Linked DNA regions of Mus musculus: region 2 is linked to region 1. Evidence: chromatin contacts called from public HiChIP or PLAC-seq data. All regions are on one chromosome and are shown on one strand. Each heading gives the region's core, a stretch centred on a gene start, on an enhancer-like site or on the middle of the called end of the contact. The rest is flanking DNA. Distances are from core to core; before and after follow the strand shown. Region 1 has its middle 56 kb from the start of Gm1720. Region 2 has its middle 4.1 kb from the start of Gm15232.

Evidence for each region. HiChIP or PLAC-seq counts read pairs in DNA pulled down with a chosen protein or histone mark.
Region 2: a contact with region 1 is called in an H3K27ac HiChIP or PLAC-seq map of bone marrow-derived dendritic cells, with 4 times the contacts expected there. The contact joins two enhancer-like sites. A contact is called at or near these places in 3 of 484 Hi-C or Micro-C datasets (the C10 cell line, bone marrow-derived dendritic cells and nephron progenitors) and 1 of 115 datasets of contacts at active chromatin or transcription factors (bone marrow-derived dendritic cells).

Annotation. Positions count from the first base shown.
Region 1 is chrX:166,714,754-166,722,073 of GRCm38.p6, reverse strand. No RefSeq gene overlaps it. Among named protein-coding and RNA genes, the nearest start is that of Gm1720, 56 kb to the right of the region's middle. Within about 2 kb of position 3,778, at least 13 of the 459 cell types and tissues checked have an H3K27ac peak or open chromatin away from gene starts, as enhancers often do. A contact at or near this core is called in bone marrow-derived dendritic cells, where this site is marked.
Region 2 is chrX:167,102,534-167,109,853 of GRCm38.p6, reverse strand. No RefSeq gene overlaps it. Among named protein-coding and RNA genes, the nearest start is that of Gm15232, 4.1 kb to the right of the region's middle. Within about 2 kb of position 3,588, at least 58 of the 459 cell types and tissues checked have an H3K27ac peak or open chromatin away from gene starts, as enhancers often do. A contact at or near this core is called in bone marrow-derived dendritic cells, where this site is marked.

The sequences.
Region 1 (7,320 bases), core at 2,529-5,028:
ATCTTTTTCATAGGTCCTTGGTGGCAAAGCTTAATGTAACAAACAGAAGAATGTATATTGGCTTTATCTTTTCCACTTAGCATGAACATCTGTGTCTATAGCTACAGGAGCATGGATGTGTTTGACTATATGGCACTACCCTGCTCTACTGATAGTGATATTACCTGTCTCCGATGTCAGAGTAAGAGTGATGACCACAGACAGTAAAAGATGGGCCAGCAGACAAAGGTTCTTGAGAAATAAACATATAGCTACCAAAATCTGGAAGGGGACTGTGAGTTACTCGACTAACATTCTGGATCAAGGAGGTTCTTTAGTAACCCAGACATGGGCTGATTTTTGCATCTGCCCTTATGTAATTTAGGCATGCTGTTGGGATGAGCATGGTGGGTTGATTTGAATGTATGTGGAGGATTCTGGTTGGTCAAGAGATTACAGAGTGAGCATAAGCTCGGAAAAACCCGCAAGTAGAAAAAAGTCCAACCAAAAAGTTCCAGAGTAGGGGAGGAAAATGAAGAAGTAAGAGAACAAAAGCTGGTGGTTAGCTGGCATCATGAATCGGGGCTTTTGGATTCTAGCTCCTGGACTCACTGCTGTGGAAAGGTCATTGAAAAGCTTCTGAGTTCTCAGAGCTGACTACTGGTTCAGCCAGAACATATAGACAGTTTGTTTTCCTTGGGTCTGTGAGCCTGGCTCACTGTGCATGAGGCCGCTTTGTCCTGACTCTTGTCAATGTTTGCTATTATACAGTGAAGAGGTCCTCCACGTCTCTCAATCTGAGCAGCTTGACCATGAAGATTTTCCACGGGAGCCTTTTAACTCATATGTATAAAGCACTTGGAATAGTGTCACCACTTAAAAAATACTAAATCGGTATCTGCTACAACAACATTAAGAAGTTATTGTAGCCTTTACTAACTTTATAAAGGGGAGAGTTGATAGATAAGGTTGAAAGTGGCAAGAATGTAGTATATGATGGTTGGAACAAAATAGGTATAGGGCGTGGCCCAGCCCATGTGCCTCCAGACTCTGAGGTAGATGTTTAGGAGGAGAGGCTGGGATATGAAAAGACAATCTGGCAGCTTATCAGGGCTGCAAACAGAGGTGCACAGAGAGGACACAGCACCCCAGAGTATGGTGCCAGGACTGAATTTCCATTGGGGAAAATAAATTCTCTGGATTTGCCAAGAAAGACTTTAAGAAGGGTAGCTGTCCTCTGTGGTACACTGGGTGTGATCTCCAATTTGAGCCCCTTTTCTATTGCTGTGCTTGAAGAGGTTTGCCCTGAGGAAATCTATGACCAAAATGCAACCTATCCCAAATCCAGCACCAGCCCACACCCTCACAAAAGTGACCCAAAGCTGCCTTTATTCTGCCCCAATGTTCTCTTAGAAATGCTTTGTGGTTAAGAGAAAGGAAGATGAGAAATAGGGAGAGAGATCATCTCTGGAAGGCAACAGTGCTTCCTATGTTAGCTGCCATCAGCAGAGCCTCCTTGGGGAGTCAGCTGTTACTAAGCTGAGCAAGGACTTACTTGTCAACCTAACACACTGCCTCAGAAAGTTTTATCCCCTTGAAGCCTCCTCTGAGGCAGAAAGCATCTTGTGGGACCAGCAGCTTCACTCAGTTTCTACAAGCACTAAAGGAGATCTTTATAAATATCACCTCTATCTTTGTCACCCATAACCACCTTTGAGTTTTCTGCTATATACAAAATGGCCACCAAATGAGGCAGAAAAGGTGAATAGAGAGTCCTTGTTCTCTCATCCTCCTCTTAGGGACTTTAGACACTGGGGAAAACATGAGAAAATTTTTGAAGTACGTAGTCATAGTCCCATGTCAGAGAAGACAATTGTCTATGGTCCTGTGAAATGTGTAACAGTGCAATGAGTTGGCCCCAAAGGGAAGGCAATCTGGTTCTTTCTACAGCTAGTGCACTTGAGAAATAGATATCCTTTGCTGACAGTGACACTGAAAGTTCTTATTGGGAGCCTTCCACTTACACTGCAAATGCCTTCTGCCAGTCTTGCAAGTCAAAGTGACCTGTACTAAAGGAATTCTATTTATGATACAAACTGTTCATAAGAGGAAGTACTGAAAGCATGGGCAGAAAGCAAAAATGATTCTTGCATTCCTTTTTAAAGTTATCACAGAACATCATATATTCAACTCATTGTAAGAGGCAGCTGATGCTCATTGGGGGATAAGGTGGGTGATGAGAAGGGTATTGCCCATTATCATACTACTTACTATTGATTAGAGTCTTTCTGGAAAAAAATAGCAAAAGACTAAGTGGGGCAAAGAAAGATTTCTGGATGTATTATCTAGAATTTTCTCCTAGGCTCTTTATCCCTTTCGCTTATATGAGCTGTTTTACAACTCAGTGCATTATGCAAGAACAATAACAATCCAAGTTATGCTTGTTCATACAAATACAAACAAATGTGTTCAGGCAATACTGTTGATCTTGCTCTATGAATATTGACCTGCTGTGTACCTGTTAATAAATTTGCCTCAATATTCTTTGTTGTCTATCTATACTCCCTGTATGCTTGCATTCTTTTCCTTCATGATTGTTTTTTTTAATTTGTGACATCATGCTTATGTCCTTTTTAATTAATGTAATTATTATATAATTGTTTGGGATTTATGGTTTTATGTAACACCTAATGCATAATGAAATGGGATTAGAATCACCATGGAAACACAGCCCAGGGTAAATCTAGGAGGGGGTTTCTAGAACAGTTTAAGAAAGAAGACCCAACCACAATATGGGCAGAACTGCTGGTCCCTTCTACAGCCGGTGCACTTGGGAAACAGATGCTACAATCCAAAACAACCCCTACCTCAAGTTGCATTTTATCAGAACGAGAACAGTAACTACTATTTCTTTCAAAATTTAACTGGCTCAAACATTTTGCTAAATTGGATATTAGTTTTCAGAAAATTGTCAGGTTATAATTTCCCTGTAGGACATGAGTCAGATTTTTTAATTATTTTTCAATATTATCCTAGGCTTTTATTTTAAATGAACATGTATATTCATGCACATGATTGCTATTCCTTATCTCTGCACTCTTGAGCCTACTAGTTACCTTATTAACTCTTTCTTAGGCAATGCCTACTAAATATATACATGATACCATCTTTTTAAATCAAATGTGTGTGCTTGATATAACATAGTACCTGATGAGCAATAAAAACATTGTTAACCCTAAGATTTCAACCCAGAAACAGCATAATAGTATTTAAACTTATTCTTAGATAAATATAATAGACTATATTAATCAAAGGTCTCAGAGCTGCCTGCACATCTTAGGATGGGATAATAAGAAAAATTACTCAGGATGCTTTGATGTTGGATGTGGGGAAAGCCTACAAACTAGAGAGAAAAAAGAAAGCTCGCTAAGTCTTGAGAGAGAGCCCAGAAACACAGCAAGATAAAATAAGAGCTGGTGGAGATGCTCTGGCGCCAAGTAGAAAAGAGGAGCTGCGGAGTTTTAAGCATGAAGTGTATGAATATTTCATTGTAAGTTGTTTGCTATACCAGCACACACACACACACACACACACACACACACACACACACTGTCCATGGCATTCAGTAAAGTCTATTAGAGCAAAGGCCTTGATCTGGGAACACATGGTTGAAGGATCAAATAAGGCCACTCAATCTGGAACTTAGTAATCATGAAATCATGCATAAGGGTGAAGAGCAAATAAAGGTTAAGGATTTAGCAGAACCATGGTGGCTTAAAACAGGGGGTACATGACTGTCAAAGTTAAAGTGAGAACTTTCACTTCATCCTACTACCAAGTAAACAGAAAGTTTAGGGACTTCCCAGTGATGACAATTTTTCATGCAAATAGCACCCTTTCACAATCATATGTCTCTATGCAAATGAAGCCTTTAATATTTCTGCCCTCCTGTAAGGGAAAAAAAGTCTTTCCATCCTTAGTACTTTGAAAGCACTTTAAACATATTTAAATCTAACATTAATGTGTCCATGTTATAAATACATGTGTTACATATGTGTAGGTATAATACATGTTTTTAAATGGGTGCTTGTGTGAACGTACACACATTTCATATCTTTTCTTTCCTTAATGAGGATAGAAGCTCATTGAGGTAGAAACTATTTCTTCATTTATTTGTCTTCATCACGTCAAAATATCCCACAGGGCCTGGAGCCTCAAGAAATGTCTATCTATTGACTTAGAAAGCCACCTTTGACTCAATTCTCCTTCACTTCACTCTCCCTCATCAGTAAGACCAGAAACTCTAGTCACCAAAGGACTAGTTAGTCCTTTCTAGCTAGTCATAGGCAATGCCACATAACTAAAACCTTGCTGGCTTCTCCCAGGCCCAGGATGGAGATGTGGTCTCAACTGGTAAGTTTCTGTAGGTTCTTGAGTTTCAGGGACCATCATCTAAAGTGGTTCCCTTGGTTCTTCTCATGCATTCAGCCTATCTCTTCCGTATCCCTTCTCCTCCCCAGTAAGTTTCTTTAACACTTTTCTGTTCTTTGTCCACATCGCATCTCCCCATCTCTTATTTAGGTTCTATGTGCGTAATTCCCTGTCCAGTGGGGGGAAAATCACATTTGTTCATTTAGCCACCCACACAGCAATTATTTCTTCAGTACTTCTATGTAGTATAACCTGATCCTTGCTCTCAGAGAATTTACAATCTCATGAAGGACTCAAGCATTAATCAACCAAATGCTCAAAGCAGTGAATGGTTATAAACCTAACAAGAATATATGATGATTAATTTTCATTGGCAACTTGTTTGGATTAAGTGAGGCCTGAGTAATTAGTAAGGTATACTGTAGAGTCTATCTATGAAGGCATCTCCAGAGACGATTAACTGTGGGAACAAGACTCACCCTGAAGGTGGGTAGCACTACTGAATGGTATGGGGTCTCAGACTAAATAAAATGGGAGAGCCAGCTCTCTGCTTCCTGGTCTGACAAGATATAAGCACGCAGCTTCATGTTCCTGTTGCACACAGCTGCAAGTGCATCTGGCCACTGTTATGTCTTCTACACTATAAAGGACCATCAAACCATAAGCCAAAATAAATCTTTTGTTCCTTAGCAGGTATTCAGTCACAGCAATGATAAAAGTAACTGCTATAGCAAGAAATTAAACTTTTTCAATGACAGCATACAACAGAGCAAGGTAACTTGCTGCAAGGGATTCTAGACATTAGGAAGCCTGTGTACTGGCGGTCCTGTGATATGCAGGAGAACAGCAAGACTAAGAAGCTTGTGAGCCAGGAGATCAGAGCAACAAGGAACAGGTCAGATGCCATCAGGTTGTCTCATCATGCAGAGGAATTCATGTAAACAAAGGAACACCAGTGCGCCACAACTCCCGTAATTACCAAGTAGCACTCTACACTTCAGAAAGAAAAGTCACTAGAGAGTAGAAATGTGTGCTTTGCATTTTCTCATGTAATCATGATGGCTGTGCTTTTCTTTTTGTGTGGTAGAAGATTCTAGAAAGCTGTTGTCTAACTTGCTGTAAAAAAAATACTCTGTTTAGTGATAGTGTTTGAGATGCTCAGCAGAAAGGTTTACAACCCACTCACCACCTATTTAAGAGTCAAGTTGGCATGAACAGATTATAATAGTGGTGGCTCTAGCAAAACAGAGACTGCATACTAATTGTGCACTGGTCGAGGAAGGGAAAACAAAATAAATAAATTGTTAACATCTTTGTTAAGACAGTTTGTATCTCAGACTGCTTAGGCTGCTATAGCAAAATACCCTTAGCCTGAGTCATTTATAAGCAATAGAAATTTACCACTTACAGTTCCAAATGTGGGAAACCCATGATCAACTTGCAAGCACCATCAGTATATAGAGATAGCCTGTTCTTCATACATAGAATCTTTATAGTTGTGCCTTAACAAAACAGAAGTAGATAGACTACCTCAATCATGTTGCATAAAGATGCTAATCCCATCATAATGATATCACGACCTGTCTCCCAAAAGCCCCATCTTCCAACACTATCACATTGAGTACCAGCTTCCTTCATGTGAATTTTAGGAGAACACCAACCTTCAAGCCTGAGAATTCTTTTTCAAATTATAAGTTGATTATAACCAAGTGAGATTTGAACATGTTATGTGTGTAACACCAATCTCCAAAGCTTTGGTTAGAATGAAATGAGATGTGAATTTTAATGCATTTCCCATGACTTTGGTCTGGTTTAATTTTTTTTTAATGGCCAGAAAAAGAACAAACTCACATTCACTGTCAATTTTCTCTAGACTGGGAATTATCAGTTTTTATAATGTTTGTCACCTCTTCACTAACAAAGACATGTCAGAGAAGAAAAATCTGGCTGAAATATTTGATTGTCCTGAAGAAACTTTTAATTTCTAAAGTACTGCTAATAGTCAACATTTGCTTTTGAGTCTATTTGGGGTCAGAGCAATGCAAATTGTACATTTGAAGACCACACGTGTCAAACAGATGGTTTCATAACACTCTTCCACTACCAAGGACAAGAAAATCCAGCTGAATTGTAGTAACTTTAAAAAATTCTTTTCTTCCTAAAATGTATATGAAGTGTATCTTAAAAACCACTCATTTTGGAAAAGCCCTTTTACAGTATTGTTTCTGTTTTGTGGGTTTTGCTTTTTGTTTGTTTGTTTTGATATAGGGCCTCATATAAATCAGGCTAGCTTTGAACTTACCATATAGTTGAGATTGTTCTTGAACTCCTGCTCTTCCCACCTCTGCCTCCCAAGTGCCAAGATTAATAACAAGTTTACATACTGGGTAAGGAGAAGGTTTTGTTCAGGCGACTAGAAGGAAGGCTATGGAGACATATTTATATTAGCTTAGCCTAAGATCAGATGTGTGCCAAAGTCTACACAGCCTGGGCTGTTCCAGGAAGGTCTTTTCATCTTCTGTGATGTTATTTAATCCAACAAAGTTGGACTTTGGGAAACAGTTATGGTTTAGTGTATTTTGTCTACAACTTACCCATGTATGAAATGACCATACATTGTACAATTAAACCAAGTCTATAGATTGGGGAAGGGATCACCTTAGAATAAAGATGGTTGGTATTCATACAATAAATAATAAATAAAAAAACCTTCTGAGAATAGAAGGAAAGAGAAATCTCCAGGACTGATATCTTGGGCTGGGGACTGGGATACCATTGAGAAACAACCTGCCAAGCAGATCTTGACATTAAGGGTCTCACTGCATTCCAAGAGGGACCACTGCTGACCATTTTCAACAAAAAATAAATTCCACAAGTTGTTTTTAATGATCTCATTGACTTTTCTTAGAT
Region 2 (7,320 bases), core at 2,339-4,838, 390 kb before region 1:
CCAGCCCTAAATATAAAATGACTTGACACTTCTCTCTATTGGTACAATTAACCAAAACAATAGTCTGATCAAACAATAACCATACAATCGCATTAGTAGTGTTTCCTCCTTCCTCTGTTTCACCCATAGAAACCATCAAATAAATGTAAGCATGGCCTATATAAGAACACTGGCTTTTCAATCTCCTTAAATATGTTTCACTGTAATTTCTGCTCTTCTAGAGATTCTTATGTGCCTAGTGAAATCACTGAAACTGAAGTAATAACAAAATTTGATAGTAGCATCACTTGGCTAGATGAATTGAAATTTCAAACGAGGAAAAGAGCATTAAAAGGTGGTTTCTGTTGTGTCTTTGTTGACTCATTTTAAAAAAAACTCATTTGTTTACTGTTCTACAGTGTGAGGGAAAAGAATGAAATGAATGCTAAAAGCATGCAGGACAATAAATGATATGGGAAAAATACAAGTCCAGCAAAGCCATCTATGTACTCCAGTACTCCTAAGCCGTGGCTCTTTTGATCTGCTTTCCAGAAGAGGAAATGGAGCTTATGGTCTTTTCTAGCAGGAAACTGAATATTATTAAAGCATGAAGCCCAAGATCCTTTGAGAATATAAATCCAGAAGTCCTGACCTCCGATTCTGTGGTTTTCGCAAAGAGCATCAGTGGGATAACTGGGCAGCAGTGGACTTGAGGACAACTAGTGTCAGCACTTATCTCCATAACACTGATCATCTGTTTCCTTATCTGTAAAACAAAGATGCTAGGTTATGACCTTTATGGTCGCATTGAAGGAAAGAAACAATAGCACTAAAACAATTAAGCACAAGCTGGTGTCGAGATTGTCACTAAGTCACCAAATATCTCTAGTAAATTCTACCAACTTAGAAATGAAGTGACAGCTCATGAAACTCTTAGGTTTGCCCTTTAATCTGAGAGAGGAAATAATATTTACCAGCAATCTGCTACTACAGCGGCGTTGTAGATAATGAAGACCTCCCCCCGCCCTTTGGCAGAATGAATGAAAACAGTCTGTATCAGAGAATTGATGATTCTCTCTTCTCCAAATCTACTCAAGATTCTGTGATGAAGGGACTCAGGTATTTACATTATTGAGTTTGGGTGTTGTTTGATAATGAAGACTCTGTCCTCCTGCCAGACAGAACCACTTCTATTATAGACCAGTCTAAATGTTAGTTAAGTTAAAGAAAACGCTAGATTGCGGTGGGGGGAGAAACAGGGGGCAAGCAGCAATACTGTCTATTTTTTCCTCTTCTACAGGAAGTCTCTGGCCGGAAGTCATATCACAGAGCATGCAGGTGCTTTGCAGGAAAGGACGCACCCACATTAAGCCCGGAAGGAACCCAAGGAAGCCGAGTTCTGCTTGTTTCTCTACCAATTGTATTCCACTCTCTACATTTCCAACCTAGAGCATTTGGCCATGTAGGCTATTCTTTGCAGCTGCATGCAATTAGTTGGGCTATGCTTTTGCTTTTTGCACTTTACCCAAAATTGCCTTGCCCTTTCTTCTCTTTGATGGGCTTTGATGGGCTTGAATTTCACTGGGACACAAGAGCAAACTGGCATTGAATCCCAGACCTGTTTCACTTATCCATTCATTTGTTGATGTAAAAGTTTGGAACACTAGTAGAGCAACTAGTAGAACACTTTCCTAGCATACATAGGGTCCTGGGTTTGATGCCCTAGAACTGAAAAAAACCTGCTCACACGTTGTTGTTGATTTATTTTCATTTCCATCATAGACGAAAAAGGAAAGTTAAGATGATGACTGCCATGGTATTTTTTAAGACAGGCTCTGGTGGTAGCTATAGCTTGTCAACCAAGTATTCGCTCCCTACTTAAGTTATTTCTTTGAGAAAGGGTCTCACTGTGTTGCTCTGGCTGGCTTGGAACTCACTGTGGAAACCAGTCTGGCCTCAAACTCACAGAGATCTGCCTGCCTCTGCCTCCTAAGTGCTAGGATTAAGGGTATGTGCATAAGTCATTTTTAATTGGGCAACATTACCATGTATCTCTAAGGTTATTTATTTGTTAAACTTAATACCCTTGAGAGTGAGAAATCAGAAAGTGGAAGGAGAATAAGAGAAGTCCTCTTTCGTTTAAGATCTTGTGGGCTAGGTCTGTTTCCTCTGCCTACTCTTTGTCTGAAGTTTTGAAAGATAACAAAAACCTTCAGTGGGGTAATATAAAAACCTTTACACAGGCTGCCCCTTCTCTTACACAATATGCATCGTCCTGAAGTCCTACAATGTGATTACAGTCCACATTAATGGCTCATAATGGACGTGTAGCCTGCTTGCAAAGCTCATACGAGTGCATCCTAAAATATGAGCATCATCTGTCTTGGAGGGAAATGCTTCACCCAAGACTGCTAGGATCTGAAAGCTTGGTGTGTAAGCATCTGAGCATCTTAGAAGTTAGAGCCCTCTCAAATTCTCCCTTAATGCTTGTTCAACAGTGCTAAATAACATTGATTGGGACTGAGAGCAGATAAATAACAGAAGACAGCTAAAAGGGCTTCATTTCCCAAAAGAGATTGCTCTCAGCTATGAGAGTGTAAAATGTCCTTCCCTTCCCTAAGTGAGCCATGAGGATGCCTGCTCAAGGGAAAATGGCTCCACCTGAGAGATTCTTTAAGAGCAATTGAGAAAAGGCTCTACACCGGGCTTTTCCTCAGCTGGACCCAGCTTGCCATCCTCTGGGTGGTACCTTTGGATGTTACATGTAAAGGGACTATGAACAAGAAAACAGATGACTTTTGTTTATATGCTAAGGGGTTCCATGTGATGAGTACTAGAGTCTTGGTAATGTTCTTGTGCATCTTGTGTGAATGTTTCCGAATGCACGTCTACCTGAACGTTATACTGAAAACAGTACTATTTATCAATTGCTTGTGAGAAAGCCCTAGGAACTTCCTGTTTCAAGTGGACCAGAATAAAGATGGCAAAGTACCATGTAATTTTCTTTGTCTCTGCTATTTTCAAGCTAGGAAAGGAAGTGTATTTATGAATACTTTAGATACCTCCACTAGTATGCAGATACAAGATGACAGAGGGGAGACTGTAGATCTGGCTTAGCTCCTCCACCTAAGCCTTTGGGAGAAATCAGGACACCTCTGTGGACTAAAGCAAAGCAGTTTGACAGAAGGACTTACGAGGATGGATTGTCTAAGATAGGGGAAGATAGATGACCAACAGAAAGGTAAGATTGGCATGGATAGTTGGGATATGAGGTCAGAAGCCTTTCACCCGCTCCTGCTTCATCTACTGTCTATTCAGAACAAATAGTGGAGACGCTTGGTGGTGGTACAGGGCTGTAATCTTCATACTTGGAGGTGGAGACAGGAGGATCCAGCTTGAAGGTCATCCTCATCTACAAAACGCATTTGAGGCCATGTCTCAAAACATTCAAACCTCTTAAAAAAAGAAAAAAAAAGGATTAGCATCTAGTCACCCAGTTGCCGTTGGTGTCAAAGTTCTAATCACAATATGAGCAGTTTACTGAAGGTAGAACACTGTGGTCACAACCACACGTCCCAAAATAGGCATTTTCTTTGGGCCTACAAGGCCCCTCCCTCCCTTGAATACTGCACCGTTTGCTTGCATGCACTCTAAGTTGCGTGCAATGGCTGGAGGCTTTCTCTTCCCCTATGTTAACTCAAGAAAACAGAAGGATGCCTCAGCCAGACAGCAGCCGCCCTCGCTCGGTCCCTTCCTTCTCTGTGCTCTGGCAGCTGGTGATTTCTTCATTCTCTTAATCTGTCAGGAGAATCGAATCATTGGGGCGCATAGTCCCTCAATTAGAATGCAAGAGCAGCCGCCTCCATCACAGTCTGCCTGGGGGAGCTGTTTATTCCCTAGTCTGAATGTGAAAGCCGTGGCTTTTGGCAGGGTGCATGCAATATGTAATCATGAAAGTTCTTTTTGAAGCAAGAGTGACTAAAGTTCAAATGGATGCAAGACTGATAGTCTCATCTCCATCTTGTCTTCTGGGCTGTTAGTATGCTGTCCTTTTCATATTATTAATTCATTAAGGAACAGCAAGCTCCTGTGGGGTATTACTTTCCGAAGTGGGCTTTTTCATTGTAAAACCACTTACACATAGGGGATTTGGACAATATAGAAAAGCTCAATAGCTGGGGAGGGGCATTAAATCTTTATAAGCTTTGCCCTCAGCTAATGAGAAACTGTTGTTGCTATTCTGACGTAGTTTTTCTCTTTTATATTTGAAACAGAGTCCCATGTGCACAAGGCTGACCTCAAACGTGATATGTAGCTGAGGGTGACTTTCAATTTCTGATCCGCCTGCCTCTGCCTCCCAAGTGCTGGGACATGGTTTTGGTCTCTTTGTCTACATGTTTTCTTACACACACATTTCTTTTTCGACAAACCCAGACAAACCCAGATCATTCTGTTTCTTTTCATGTTGTGAGAAATTTTACTCATATATTCTCATTCTTCTGGAACATGACTATTAACAATTATGCTTACTGTATGAGCATGCCATCCACGTGTTTAAATTGTTTTTGAAGGATATTTAAGAGGCAGACCACTTTTCTCTAATGAATATCTCTGACTGCAGGTTTTTTTTTTACTATATTTCTTAATATCAGCCAAGCCTACATCTTTGAATGAAAATATTCAAAGTTAATGTGTTGTCTGATAGATCAACAAAATCGGCTACACTAATTTGTGGCCATATTAAGTTCGCTTTATTTTTGTTAGTAAAGGATCATTGGAATTTAGGGCTGATAGTGGCCATGCAGTGCTCTTAAATGATGGTGAGACGCTCCATACCTGGGATTTTAGATCTAAGCGGAAAACTTGTCAGAGATGGATGGAGAGTACTTTCTGGAGAGAAATGAGCCCTTTGGCAGAGCCACTGATTTTTATAGTGACATCAGTCCAGAAGTCATTCAAAGGAAGTTTGAAAAAGCACGTTGTCCAAAATTTCTCTACGCTCTTCCAACCCACACATATTGAAGTCAGAGTCTGTGACGAGGTGGACCAGTAAAGTTTCTGTGAGAAGGTGCATGCATGCTTGTACTTCGTTACTGTGAAAAAGAGAAAGAGAGAAAGAGAGAGAGAGAGAGAGAGAGAGAGAGAGAGAGAGAGAGAGAGAAAGAAAGAAAGAAAGAAAGAAAGAAAGAAAGAAAGAAAGAAAGAAAGAAAGAAAGAAAGAAAGGAAGGAAGGAAGAAAGGAAGGAAGAAAGAAAGAAAAACGTGTTAGCTGAACTTGGAGGTCATGTGGTCCGTAAGGTGAAGCCAACCAGGCTCTGTTTTTTGTAGCGTGTTAACTATTGTTTGTGTTTCCACTGGTGATAATAATAGCTAGCCACTTCCCCAGGGATAGTTGGGGCTCAATTCCTGTTTATTCAAACCCTGGAAGCCAGGCCGTGAAAGGCATGCACAAATGGTTGAAAGGGAAGTACAGCTTTGGCTTAGGTGCACAGATCTCTCACTGACAGCAATCTAATGAGGCTTTGGGTTGCTCATGAACTAAACCTGGGGTTAATAGCCTTCATCCTTACTGAGCTTGTGCACTGGTTGTGTGAAGGACTTATGATGTGTTCACAGGGGAAAGAATGGCTGTGGGACAGATAGCAAACGATTACATGGGCCTGAAACAAACACCGGTGTTTTAGAACACTTGGCGGAAACTGAAGCTGCAAATCATCTTATCAGCTCAGGCCTAGAGGGGCCAACTGAAGCTTCATCGAACACATCCTTTTACAAGCTCCGAGCTTTCAATGGGCCTTTGAAAACCAGTCAAGCTGGAGCTGGCTTTTCAGAGGTTGCCGGCTGCTCAGTTTACAACAGTACAAATTGGCAGCTCCGCAAGAAAGAAACAGAAATCCAATCCGTGCCTGGGATTGAAAGCTCCAGAGGCTCAAATGTCAGCTACACTGGAGTATGGCTTCTCCTCTAATTATGTCCGGTCAAATAAGGGTTGAAAATGTCAGCCCTAGACCTGAGACTCAGGCCACTCCAGCCACCAATGACACTGGGCTGGGGTCCAGTTGAAATAATGAAGAATGAATTTGAAAAGCCCTTCAGTTGATTTCAAGACTTCCTGGGACTGCAGCATTTGAACCACAATGTTCTTCTTTTGAGGCAAAGGTGGGAGCCAATCATGAGAGAGGTTTCGTGGCTTGTACTGTCTATATTTGGCTATATTGTTGCTTCATTCAACTACACTTATGGTATGAGTGCTTGAAAAGCAGGACTTCCGGAAGGGTTTTTAATGCCTCCTTTTTACAAAGGAGCCTTATCTTTATGCATATGGAGCTGCTTGGGAACATATCTTGTGGCTTTCAAACGAAGGGAGCCAGTGTACAAAATTTGCTTAAGAAAACAAAAACAGACTTCAATTGTAGCCCCTGACTTCACACTATTTAAGTGAAAAAAAATATAGAAAACAAAAGTTAGTCCTTCCTATATCATTCTAACCAGAAGCAGATCTATGAAACTTGTGGGTGTTGAAGAATACATAATGCTGCATTCATTATTGCATTTTACATGTGTTATCAGATTTATAGATCACTTTTCAGGATGTCAAGGAAATAAATGCATCAGGCTCACCCTTCTTTGTACATTTTGAGACAGGGTCTTCATTCTGTAGCTTGGACTAGCTTAGAATTTACTATGGAGCACAGGATGGCATGGGGATTCTAGACTATCCTCCTAACTCAGCCTCTCCAGGGCTGGGATGACAGGGCTGAGGCACCACGCCTGTGTTTGAAGTGTTGCCTGAGGAAGATGATTGAATCTTGTAGGGAATCCACAGACGTGACGAACTTCACTAGAGTTTTAAATGACTACTGTTTATCCTATATTGCCTAACTTCATTCCCACCACAATCCCAGAAAAGAGACTCTATTCTTCTATTTTGCAGATGAAAACTCAAGGCAGGAGGATGTGTTCCAACCTCCCCTTAATGAGTTATATGAAGAGAGCAGTTGATGGGAGGAAAGACATTTTCTTTAATGTCTGGAAAATGTCATTGGAAAGGTGTCTACTCTGCTGAGATATTTCCTTGAGTTTTCTACCTTCTGGGCACCCAACTAAAAAAATACCAACCTCCACCAATTCTTGGGGATCCAAGGGAAAAAACTGACAGGTGTCCTTTTGTGTGAGATCTGAGGCCTGTTGAGTTCCTAATGACTTCAAGAGAACAGATCTGGAAGAGTCTTTCCGATAGGAGCTTGGGACCCCTAGCAAGGCCATTCACTTAGGATTCTCCCAGACTTAGGATATTCAAATTTAGAAGCCATCTTAATGGGATGGATAACAAAGTGTCCA